Linked DNA regions of Gossypium hirsutum: regions 1, 2 and 3 are each linked to region 4. Evidence: chromatin contacts called from public Hi-C data. All regions are on one chromosome and are shown on one strand. The core of a region is the stretch at or near the end of the contact, and the rest is flanking DNA. Distances in the headings are between cores, read along the strand shown. Region 1 holds the start of LOC107960314 (SEC12-like protein 1). Region 2 holds the start of LOC107960317 (phosphatidylinositol-3-phosphatase myotubularin-1). Region 3 holds the start of LOC107918144 (40S ribosomal protein S15a-1). Region 4 holds the start of LOC107918167.

Evidence for each region. A called contact is a pair of places that touch in the nucleus more often than the background predicts.
Region 1: a contact with region 4 is called in a Hi-C map of leaf, with 2.5 times the contacts expected there. The contact joins the promoter of LOC107960314 here to the promoter of LOC107918167 in region 4. A contact is called at or near these places in 2 of 34 Hi-C or Micro-C datasets (both in leaf).
Region 2: a contact with region 4 is called in a Hi-C map of leaf, with 4 times the contacts expected there. The contact joins the promoter of LOC107960317 here to the promoter of LOC107918167 in region 4. A contact is called at or near these places in 9 of 34 Hi-C or Micro-C datasets (anther, callus, cotyledon and 2 more).
Region 3: a contact with region 4 is called in a Hi-C map of leaf, with 2.7 times the contacts expected there. The contact joins the promoter of LOC107918144 here to the promoter of LOC107918167 in region 4. A contact is called at or near these places in 7 of 34 Hi-C or Micro-C datasets (callus and leaf).

What each region holds. Positions count from the first base shown.
Region 1 is chrA01:43,677,792-43,680,525 of Gossypium_hirsutum_v2.1, forward strand. LOC107960314 (SEC12-like protein 1) reads left to right here and starts at 1,298. Exons shown (of 10, transcript XM_016896634.2): 1 at 1,298-1,671; 2 at 2,247-2,347. The coding sequence starts at 1,498.
Region 2 is chrA01:43,606,979-43,609,678 of Gossypium_hirsutum_v2.1, forward strand. LOC107960317 (phosphatidylinositol-3-phosphatase myotubularin-1) reads left to right here and starts at 1,437. Exons shown (of 19, transcript XM_016896636.2): 1 at 1,437-1,820; 2 at 1,908-1,976; 3 at 2,229-2,303. The coding sequence starts at 1,710.
Region 3 is chrA01:42,861,075-42,863,774 of Gossypium_hirsutum_v2.1, forward strand. LOC107918144 (40S ribosomal protein S15a-1) reads right to left here and starts at 1,450. Exons shown (of 4, transcript XM_016847675.2): 1 at 1,168-1,450; 2 at 243-396. The coding sequence starts at 375.
Region 4 is chrA01:43,243,995-43,246,694 of Gossypium_hirsutum_v2.1, forward strand. LOC107918167 reads left to right here and starts at 1,251. Exons shown (of 2, transcript XM_041111199.1): 1 at 1,251-1,466; 2 at 1,958-2,700. The coding sequence starts at 1,979.

The DNA.
Region 1 (2,734 bases), core at 48-2,547, 430 kb after region 4:
TAACTAATTGATTAAAATAAATTTAATTAATTCACTCAATTATACTTCTAATAAAAGTCATGATGACTTTACCGTAAAAAAAATTAATTAAACCCTTAAAACTTTTTTTTTTGTACTTTTAACTATCAGTCTTGATTTTGCTCTAATGTTTTCTCACCCAACCAAAACTTACAATCGTATTGAGGGAGGATGTGGAAATACATTTGGACTACAACCAATGGAAAATTGTACTATTTCATTACCATTTTAGTCAATTGATGTGATAGGTGATCATCTTAATATTCTGTTTACATTATTGGAGCATGCTTTGTTCAAACCCGATAAAATTTTCGTACTTGCACTTACTCAATAATGTCAATTTTATTTTCTTCGTTTAACAAATTATAAATTAATCTTGTTATCAAATGTCGAATAGAAAATTATTATTTATCTAATTTTCAATTTGATGTCTAAGATTTTACTTTTTTTTTAAGGTTTAACATTTTATTTAATATTCAAATTTGTCATCATATTTAATATGGTATTAATGTCTTTTAATCCTTTTTGTGATACTTGTATTTGATAAAAAAATTATACATTTCGATATGTGAAGGTAATTATATTAATTTTTTAGTGTTTAATTTATATTTTAAAGATGATAAAAATTTATAATTATTAATAATATTAGTAATTAACTTTTATTAAATCAACCTAAAATCCCTCTAAAAAAATCACTACTATTAGAATGCATTTAACAAAAAAAAACAAATATAAATTAAATGAATTCACAATTAACACTAAATCTATTCTATTAACAAAATAATAAAAATTCAAATATAACACTATTAGCCATTAACTTTTATAAAATTAATTTTAAAACTAAAATTGAATACCAAAATGTAAATTTTTTATGAAATACATATACCACAATAAAAAAAATGTCAAATTATATATCAAACCTTATTTTTATAATTAAATTTAATAAATATAACCCGTAAAAGTTGTTTAAAAAAATATTTTTCTAAAATCAGACCAACTATTAAATTAATAAAAAGTATGTTTATTGATTTAATTGATTTGATTGATTATTCTAATTTAAATAAATAAATATTTAAAAATTGATAATAATAAAAAAACAGAGAAAACCAACCTTGTTTAAAAAAAGAAAAGAAAAAAAGAAAACATTGTTCACCAATTGGGCAGAATCATATGGGATGATTCGCATATCCAAAACCAAAATCTCAAAACGGAGTTGACTTTTGTTTATGTTGGTAAAACAGGCGAGGCGGTGCTTCCAAAATACCCTTCTGTGGGATCCACCCCCCAAAATCCACAACCAGACACGCTTTGTTAGCCTTGTGCCTCTCTCGCTTTGTCCTGCTCCCACCCTACTATATTTTCTTTCCCAAAGACTCCTACTTTTTATAGATTTCTTCTTCAACCGTTCCAAAACCCAGCAAAATTCTAAATATCTAAAACTAAAAATATCTTTCATTTCAATCATCTCTTACTTCTTCAATGGAAGGTGAAGCAGGTGGGTCCGTCTCGTGTGGGTCATGGATCCGTCGCCCCGAAAACGTCAATTGGGTTGTCTTGGCCCGGATAATGACCCGACCCACTTCTTCTTCTTCTTCAGTTATTGAGATTTTCTCTTTTGATCCCAACACCACTTCTCTCTCTTCATCTCCATTGGTAAGTTATCAAAAAATAAAAAAGTTTGCTTTTTCTTTTTTAAATTATGGAATTGGGGTTTCCATTTTTGGCTTTCGGGAAGTAGGGTTTTTATTCTTTTAAGCAAACGAGGTTGTCGTTTTCAGGGTTTTTTTGGATGACTGTGGCAATTCTCCCTCCAATTTTAAAGGGGAGATGGTTATTTATTTATTTATTTATTATTATTATTAAATTTATTTTAGTTGAAGAAACAAGTTTCATGGGTTTTTCTTGTTTTCTTCATTGTAGAAGAAAATTTACTTTCATACTTCATTGTTGTATAATTTTCTAGGCTAAAATAACTTTATTGTTGCACCAAATTAGTGCTTGACTTTTAATTTTATACCTTGAAGATAAATTATTTTGATACAATAAAGCTATACCCTTACTTGAGAAAAGTGGAATAGTTTAGAGTTCTTTTATATTTTTTCTAAAAAGGGAAGCATTGTTTTTGTATAACTACAATAAGGGTCATTGTCTGGTTTATGTTATTTGATTTATTTTTTTATATTAGTTAGTTGGACTTGATGTTTATATATTTACATTTGTAATATTAGGCTAGGCATGAGCTTGAAGAAAGTGATGGTGATCCAATAACCATTGCAGTGCACCCAAGTGGAGATTGTTTTGTTTGCTCTACCACTAATGGAGGCTGCAAGTAAGTTTTTTCTTTTCTTTTTATTTCACTGGTTTTTTTACTTGTTTATTGCCATAGCTCAAAAACTTGCGAGTAGTCAATTTTTGTAAGTATTAATTAATATTACTACAAAATGCTTCTTGATGAATATTAGGATGCTGTTTTATTGAAGTTATAAGAAATTTTGTTTAATCTGTTTATGAGATTGAAATCATGTCTGAGGTTGGGCAAGTTGTGTATGAGAATTTGCTGATTAAGTCTGTGACTAGTGGTTTTGTTGTATGTTTTGGCCTTTTGGGGAACTTCTGCTTTGCATCTCTCTCTGTTTTTATTAGTTTAAGTAAGGTCATGGAGAGATGCGTGGGAGTATGGGATTTTTCCATCTTGAGCATAGTCATCATATAGCTT
Region 2 (2,700 bases), core at 187-2,686, 360 kb after region 4:
ACTTAAAAATATAAAATAAATTTAAATTATGTGATACTCACTAGCAGATAAATAAAATATTATATAAGAAATATATAATATTAACATTAGCATGCAACCTGCTCATCTATTTTAAATTTAACATCAAAATCAAATAAACCACCCATTTAAGATTTCTTTTAAGGCTGTGGTTTAAACTATTTTATTTTAAAAAATTATAAATCATCAAATATAAATAATTTAATACATTTATTTTTTTAAATGAATTTTTACTCCTTTCTCAATTAAATGTAATGGTGTCTCAGTGTTAACTCAATTAAAAATTTTATATTAATTTATATTATTAGTCTTTGTATGACAAGTAAGTTATAGATTTAGATTATATACTTCAATTCTTGTCGTATTACTAACATCATGCTATGTTGGCTTTTCTGTTTTCACATATTAAGAGATTTAATACTTGTCACTTGTCATTTACATAAATACTAAATTTTAAAATTTGAAAAGTATTAGTCACTATATTATGCGTAAGTTGTGAATTTAGTCTATGTACTTTACTTTGTTTATTTTTCATTCTTATACTTTAAAAAAATTAAAATTTTAGTTCTAACTAAATAGTAGTTATTAAATTAATCAAGTTATGCTATTTCCAAATTTTGATACTGCAGATATATTGCCACTTGTGTAATACCATATTAATTTACTATTTACACATATTATTTACTCAAAAACTAGTTAATAGATTTAACAACTACTATTTTGCAATAAGATTATAATTTCAAATTTTGAAAAATAGAATTAAGAGTAATCTAGTTAGAAAGCATTGACTAAATCTATAACTTTACACATAATATGAGACAAATAACATAATTAATCAAACAAATTTAACTATAATCCTTTAATAAAACTAAAATTCCAAAATTTAAAAAGTGCAAAATTAAAATTAACTAATTTGAATAATACAAATAATAAAACTGATCAAAACTTTACTAATTGTAAATGAATTAATATCATCCAAACTTTATAAATAAATAGTTTAGTCAATCGTTTGTTCCTTTAAGATTTAATGTGGTTTAAATGGGCAAGGCGGTACAGTACAATATATTTAATTTATTTTTATCTTATATTACAATATTTAATCTTATCATTACCGTTATTTTTACACTATCCGCAGATTAACTTACAAATCCAAACTCATAATTAGAAAAGTAAAATAATAAATTTATAAATTATGCATGTTAACATTTATAGGTATGGATCATGTAATTAATTTTTAGAAAAAGAAAACTATTTAATTAAGAAAACCAATATATAAGTTGATATGAATGTCATAATTTTCAAAATTCGGTTAAACTGATAGATTAGATTAAAATTTTATTTGAATTAAAGGTTGAATTATTTTTTAATATTTTATTTTAATAAATTATTGAATTGAATGGAATGATCGGTTCTGTCACCCGCAAAAACAAGGTTAGATGTAAAATTGAGTCCTACATAAATGGTTTGTTGGATCGAAATTGAATGATGAAATCATCAAACTAACCCATCACGCATTTGTTGTTTATGTGGCGATGCCGAAAAGCCGAAAACTTAACCCTCCCTTTGCCGCACGTCTCTTTCCTCTACTTTCTCTCCCCAATATCATTCCTTTCAATCACTTCTTTACTTTTTAATTTTCATTTTTCCCCCTTAAAAAAAGCGCTGAAAATTGAACTCAATAATCACCGGCTATGGCTGCATCGAGGCCGTCCCGATCGGTCTCCGCCAGAGACATTTCTATCGGTTGCGAAAGGTTGGACGGTGCTGGTAGTTGGGACACCCTTGAATGGACCAAAATTGAGGTTTTCTTTTTCTTTTTGGAAAATTCATGTTTCCAATTGTAGGGTTTTCTTTTTAAGGCTTGATTAGTTGATCGATTTCAATTGCAGCCAGTTACGAGGTCGGTTTCACATGCCAATTTCGAGTTTTTGCTTGAAGCTGAGCGAGTTCTAGATGAGGTAATTAAGGATCATTTGTTTTGTTTTAAATTCCTTGAATTAAGTGGGCGCGCAATTTGAATTATTGGTGCAGGCATTTTGTAACAAATAATTTAGATCACAAATTATTATTTCAACTGAAACGAGAAATTCAGTGATTTTTAATTTATTTTTTTTAAAATAAATAATTTTATTGTTATAAAAAGGATAGCGTAAGTAATGCCATTTTTATAGCATAAGTAATGCCATTTTTAATTTACTTCTTTTTTCCAGGGCCATGGTGTTGTTCTTGTTAATACCGATGAGGCTGGAACCTTGTTTGTTACCAACTTTCGTCTTCTCTTTCTCGTGAGTCATTTACCTTATGAAATTTAGTATTTGGTAAATTGTTGCCATCTAGCATTTTGGCAACATATGACAGCATCATGTTAGCATATTGGGTGAGTGAAAGGATACTGGGTTGCAGAATGGATATATATTTGTATATTTTGAACTTGAAATAGATTACATTTACATGTAAGATTATAGAAAATTAGCTCTAATTCTAAGCACCTAACAACTTACACAGTTACTTGATATCTAATAATGTAGTTCAATCTCTGGTTTTTTTTTTTTAAGTAAATAGGTTGAATGCTCCAATTTAATCCATGTCTAATTATCATGCTTTAACTTTTGTTTTAGGTTGATCTCACCCAATTACTCTTAATTCGGAAATTATAGGTTTTTGCTTACTGTATGATTTGAT
Region 3 (2,700 bases), core at 200-2,699, 380 kb before region 4:
CTAAACGTACCTGCATCTTCATATTACAATAAATCAAATCATAACCTATGTTGCTCACCCAACACATACACAACATGAATACGTAAATATAACAATCTAAATGCTATTTAAATTTTATAAAAGAAAAAATTGAACTTATCAACATCCAACACATGCCCGCATCTACACTCACACCTATACCCGTGTACTGTAAATTACAACTTGAATGAAGGATAAAAGGTAGAGATCATATAGAAACTTACCATGTTTCTGCATGACCAAAAGGAACTTAATGATCACCTTCGAGGACGGTCGGATCATGACCTGTCGTTTGCCCCTCTTCTCTGCATTGTACATGCTCTTGAGTGCATCATTCAAAACGCTCACCCTCACCATTCTTCCAAATACAAGCTGCTGCTGCAGATTTTTACATGAAATATGTAACAATGAAGCATTCATCTATATAATATTCAATTTTACATCCTTTTTATGATGAAATTAAGATCCAACAATCTACACGCATAAATCAAATTCGAAATGTAGAAAGTGAAGAATTCAGTTTCAACCAAAACCCTGGTTTTCTTTTTCTATTAAAAATGAGCAACCATCTATATCATATTCAAATCAAAATTTTTTTTTCTGATGAAAATATAGTCCAACAATCTACATAGGCTATTCGAAACATGGAAAGTGAAGAATTCAGTTACAACCAACACCCATATTCACTTTTTCTAGTAACAAGTATGCATCACTCTAGATAGTACTCAAATCCAAATCTTTTTTATGATGAAACTAAAGTCCAACAGTCTTTACAGACGATTCAAATCCGAAACGTAGAAACTAAAGAATTAGGTTTCAACAATCTACAAAGGTGATTCAAATTCGAAACGTAGAAAATGACGACTTCGGTTTCAAACAAAACCCAGATTTTCTATTGCTAGCTAGCATATAGGCACGCAGAAGGGTGGGAAATGTTAAAAGCACTCATTTAAGAAAACCAAACACTAAGAGTTCTTTCTTAACTTTCCTATAAGCCTAAAGAAAACCATTTCAGTTTTGCTTTTGAAAATGGAATATAAGATCAGTAACAAAAATTTAACAATATAAAAAGCATGTGCATAAAGATCTACGAACGGTGAATAGAAAAAACAAAACGACAAAGAAAAAAGAGAGGAGCGTCTAGCATACCTGAAAACCACAAAAAAGAAATAGCAGCTGCGTCAAAGTTGCTTGAGGAGAGTGAAGAGGGACAAATAATTAGGGTTTTTGCCTTTTAAAGGGGCGGGTGCAACATAGTAAGACTTTTAGGGCTTAGGGTTTTATGCGGGCCTTCTGGAATCATCAGAACAAATTATACGAAAGCCTCACCCAGTTAAGCTGTTTGGGCCTAAAATAAAGCATCGATTCAACTCTTATCAGATTTAAACAAAGTAAAATGTCAATCACGCCTTCGGCTTTGTGGGTTATGTTTAAAGTTATTATAATTTGAGTCGTCTTTTTTATAAAAAAAAAATTGATACAAATTACAAATGAAAAAATAAGACGATAATCATAGAATTTAAACCCTATTTTTTGAAATCTTAATAAGAGATTTAATCATTGCGGTTTATAACGTTTGGGTTTTTTTTCTAGATTTAGTATATAATATTTTTCTCTTATTTTTAAAGATAAATTCATTCAATGAATGAAATCATATAATTTAAAAAAATAAATAACAAATATTCATCGTAGATGATGAATGACAAGTTCCATTAACACAACAAAGGTTTTAGCCACAGCATCAATAAAATATTATGACATGTTGATAAATGACTTTATCACAACTCAAGCACAACGTATCTTAAATGATTACAAGCACTTAATACGATATGGAAATCAACTCTAGATAGTCCAAAGCAACGAGCAAAATTCAACAAAATAATCAAGCATTCACCAAACTAGAGAGGACGACAACAAAATCATTCCTAAAATCATTTGTGAAATTAAGATTACATGTATAAACAAGACGAAAAAATGTATTACAGGAGCAGACAAAAACTTCAAAAACTGAAGACTTATTAAACAAGGGAAAAACAAACAAAAAAACATATAAAACTTAAAACAACACAGGTCCAAATCGACACGTGAAATTATTTATTAGTCTAAAATATTCTCAAAAAAGAAAAAAAAATGATAAGTTGACGAAAAACCACCCACTTTTCAAGAAAAACTATTGGTGGCCGGTGGAGTTTTAACGAACGACAAGCACTGTCATCTAATCATCACAACTTATAAAAGACAACAAAAATACTCACAAAATAGATCTGCAAATTAAAAAGAGAGAAAACATAAACAGTGAATGAGAAGAAAAAAGAAACAAATGGCTTAGAGAAAAAAAATTAGGAATTTTTAGTTATTACCAATTAACTTTTTAAAACTATATCCCTTGAAGGTGTACTTGCAAAATTTTAGTATGTCATGATTGAATTAGTGATAAATGGATGCTCACTTGTAAAATTCAATTCACCCGAGTTGAAGCTTCCGAAAAAAGTGATAACCTTTATTTGGACAGTGTGGGTCTATGGACGTGAATACCTTCTAATTATAAGAATCCATATCTAACTCAATATTAAATAAGTGAAATTAATACTAACTGAAAATATGAACTTTTCAATGAAAAAGAAGGCTTCAAATTCCAAGTTTCATCAAGGGACTGACTTGCAACATTCATAAAATGAACTC
Region 4 (2,700 bases), core at 1-2,500:
GGATGCTTCAATTGATGAGATACGAGACAATATTACTCAATAGGGTATAAACTATTAATTTAGTTAGATAGAAGAAGAAAAAATATGATTAATATTTTCCTCAAATAAATATATAATATTTGTAAAAGTATATTGATTGACCCGAATCAAGAAAAAAACAATTAAATACTATTTTTAATTATAAAATCTTAAAAGCATTACAGTACAAAAGGAAAAAAAATCAAAATTTGAGAAAAATCTGAAATAACATGATCATGATTAAGAAAATTTTACACAGTACATGAAAATTTATTTGAGAATTATGACACCATAAAGAAGTTTTATTAGATAAAAGAAAAATGAAGTAATTAACAAGAAATATTATTTTAATTATTTCCTATCAATTTTCTTTTTTGTTTTAATGTAGGAGTTGAAATAAATAAAAAAATGTTCCAATGAAAAAGCACATTCTCATCATATCTAAATTATTCACAAAACACTTATCTCTGTCAACCTTATCATGAAACTTTGTAATAAATAAATTAAATCAAAAACCTTATCATCAAACCTTTTAATAATTTAATTAAATCAAAAGTCAAATGAGTACTATTTTTATTAAAATTAATTATATGATTCTTATTTAATTAAAGGTATATTTAATTTTATGGTATATAATTAGGAGATTAAAATCAAACATTTTTAATAAAAAATTGAAAAACTATTCATTGCACTAAATAGGTTTTCAATTTTTTAATTAATCATATATCATTATTCAACCTGGAAAAATTTTAAGGGTATAATAAAAAAATATAAAAGACTTTAAATTTTAATTTTAAGTTATAATTGTTATTTTTATTATTTATTTTAGTTTTTTTAGGTAAAAGACTAAAGAGAAAACAGAAACTTACATACCATATCAAATAATATTATTTTAAAGTTTTAATTCTTCTATATAAAAATTCATGAAAAAAAGTAATGCATTAAATGCAAATATTCTAAAAAAATAATAAATTTTAAAAAATAAAAACAGAAAGTAGTAAAAGTAATAACTAAACAAAAAGCTACAAAAAAAGTCAAATTTGGCAAGTTATAAAGCTTTTCTGTAAAGTACTTTTAACTCTAACGAAATTTCCACCATATAATGGAGTAAAAGTGAGAAAACGTGTAAATCGTGGGGACTTTTTAATAAATATAAAACAGTAAAAGGACTATTAAGAAACGAACAATTATAAGCTTTTAATGTTCACTCGGGTTTGTTCCCTTTTTTTTTTGTTTTTAAAATATAAAATAAATAATAATTAAAAAAACAATTGAAAGTAAAGCATACATTGCCCATAGCCTTCACTGCACCTTCCTCGCTACAGCGTCTCCATCTTTTCTTAAATTTCTCTTCATTTCCCATTTTTTGCCCTTTTTTTTTCCCTTTTATTTCCCCCCTTTTCGCAGCTTCTGAAACTGAGTGTTGTTTTTTCCACTTCATGTGATCGGTAAGTGCTTTTTTCAACATTTTTACTTAATTTTTTTGGCTTTTTTTGTTGGATTTTCTTTCTGAGTTTGGGGTTTTATTCTGTTTGGAAATCAGGGTTTCCTGTGTTTTGGGTGGTTGAAATCTGTGGGTATGTTCTTTGTTTAGCATGGTTGATTTTGAATTTCATTTTAGCTTTTATAAGACCCTTTGTGTGGTATTATGTTGATGGTAATTTCATAGTTCAATTGAGTTATTAATTTATCAAAACAAATTCAATTTTGATTTGAAAAGTGTTACTTTTTAGGTTAATCACAAGCGATTGAACCATTAAAAGATAATTTGTGATTTATCAATTTCTAGGTTGGTGATTTAGTTTGATTAGTTTTTAATTTAATTGCTTGATCTTAAATTGGTTTTGGAATTTAAATTGAAAAGAATCTGTGAAACAAAATGCTGAATTTCTTGGCTTGTTTTTTAAAAGATTTTGTTATTGAATTGTTTTTCTTGTAGATCCATTTTTGGGACTAAAAGATGGTAACAGAATCTTGGTTTCGTAATCTTTGGAAAATTCCGCGGAGGCAAGATGGAATCTCTGAGAAGGTTGAGATCGGAGTGTTAGCATTCGAAGTTGCGAGCTTGATGTCTAAGCTTGTGCATTTATGGCAGTGTTTGAGTGATAAGCAGGTTTTTAGGTTGAGAGAGGAAATCACGAATTCTGTCGGGATTAAAAAGTTAGTGTCCGAAGATGAAGAATACATTGGGCGCCTGATATGTGCAGAAATGGTCGAAAATGTTACCCACGTGGCGAAGTCTGTGGCTAGGCTTGTGAAGAAATGCAATGATCCAGGGTTGAAGAGTTTTGAACTTGCCTTCACTGAGTTGATCCATAATGGTGTCGACCCTTACGGCTGGATATTTTCGTTGAAGAAGATGGAAAGGAAAGTGAAGAAGATGGAACGTTTCATTTCAGTGAATGCAACTTTGTATCAAGAGATGGAATTGCTTGCAGATCTCGAGCAAACACTAAAAAGGATGAAAAGTGGTGATTCAGCGCAGGAGAGTTGGCTTGAATTTCATAAGAAGGTTATGTTGAAGCAGCATGAAGTTAAGAGCCTACGGGCGAGCTCTCTTTGGAATAAGACTTATGATTATACGATTCGTCTTTTAGCAAGATCGATATTCACGATATTCAGTAGGATCAAACATGTCTTCGGATTTGAACACAAGGTAGATGTTGGGGATTCGAAGGTGAT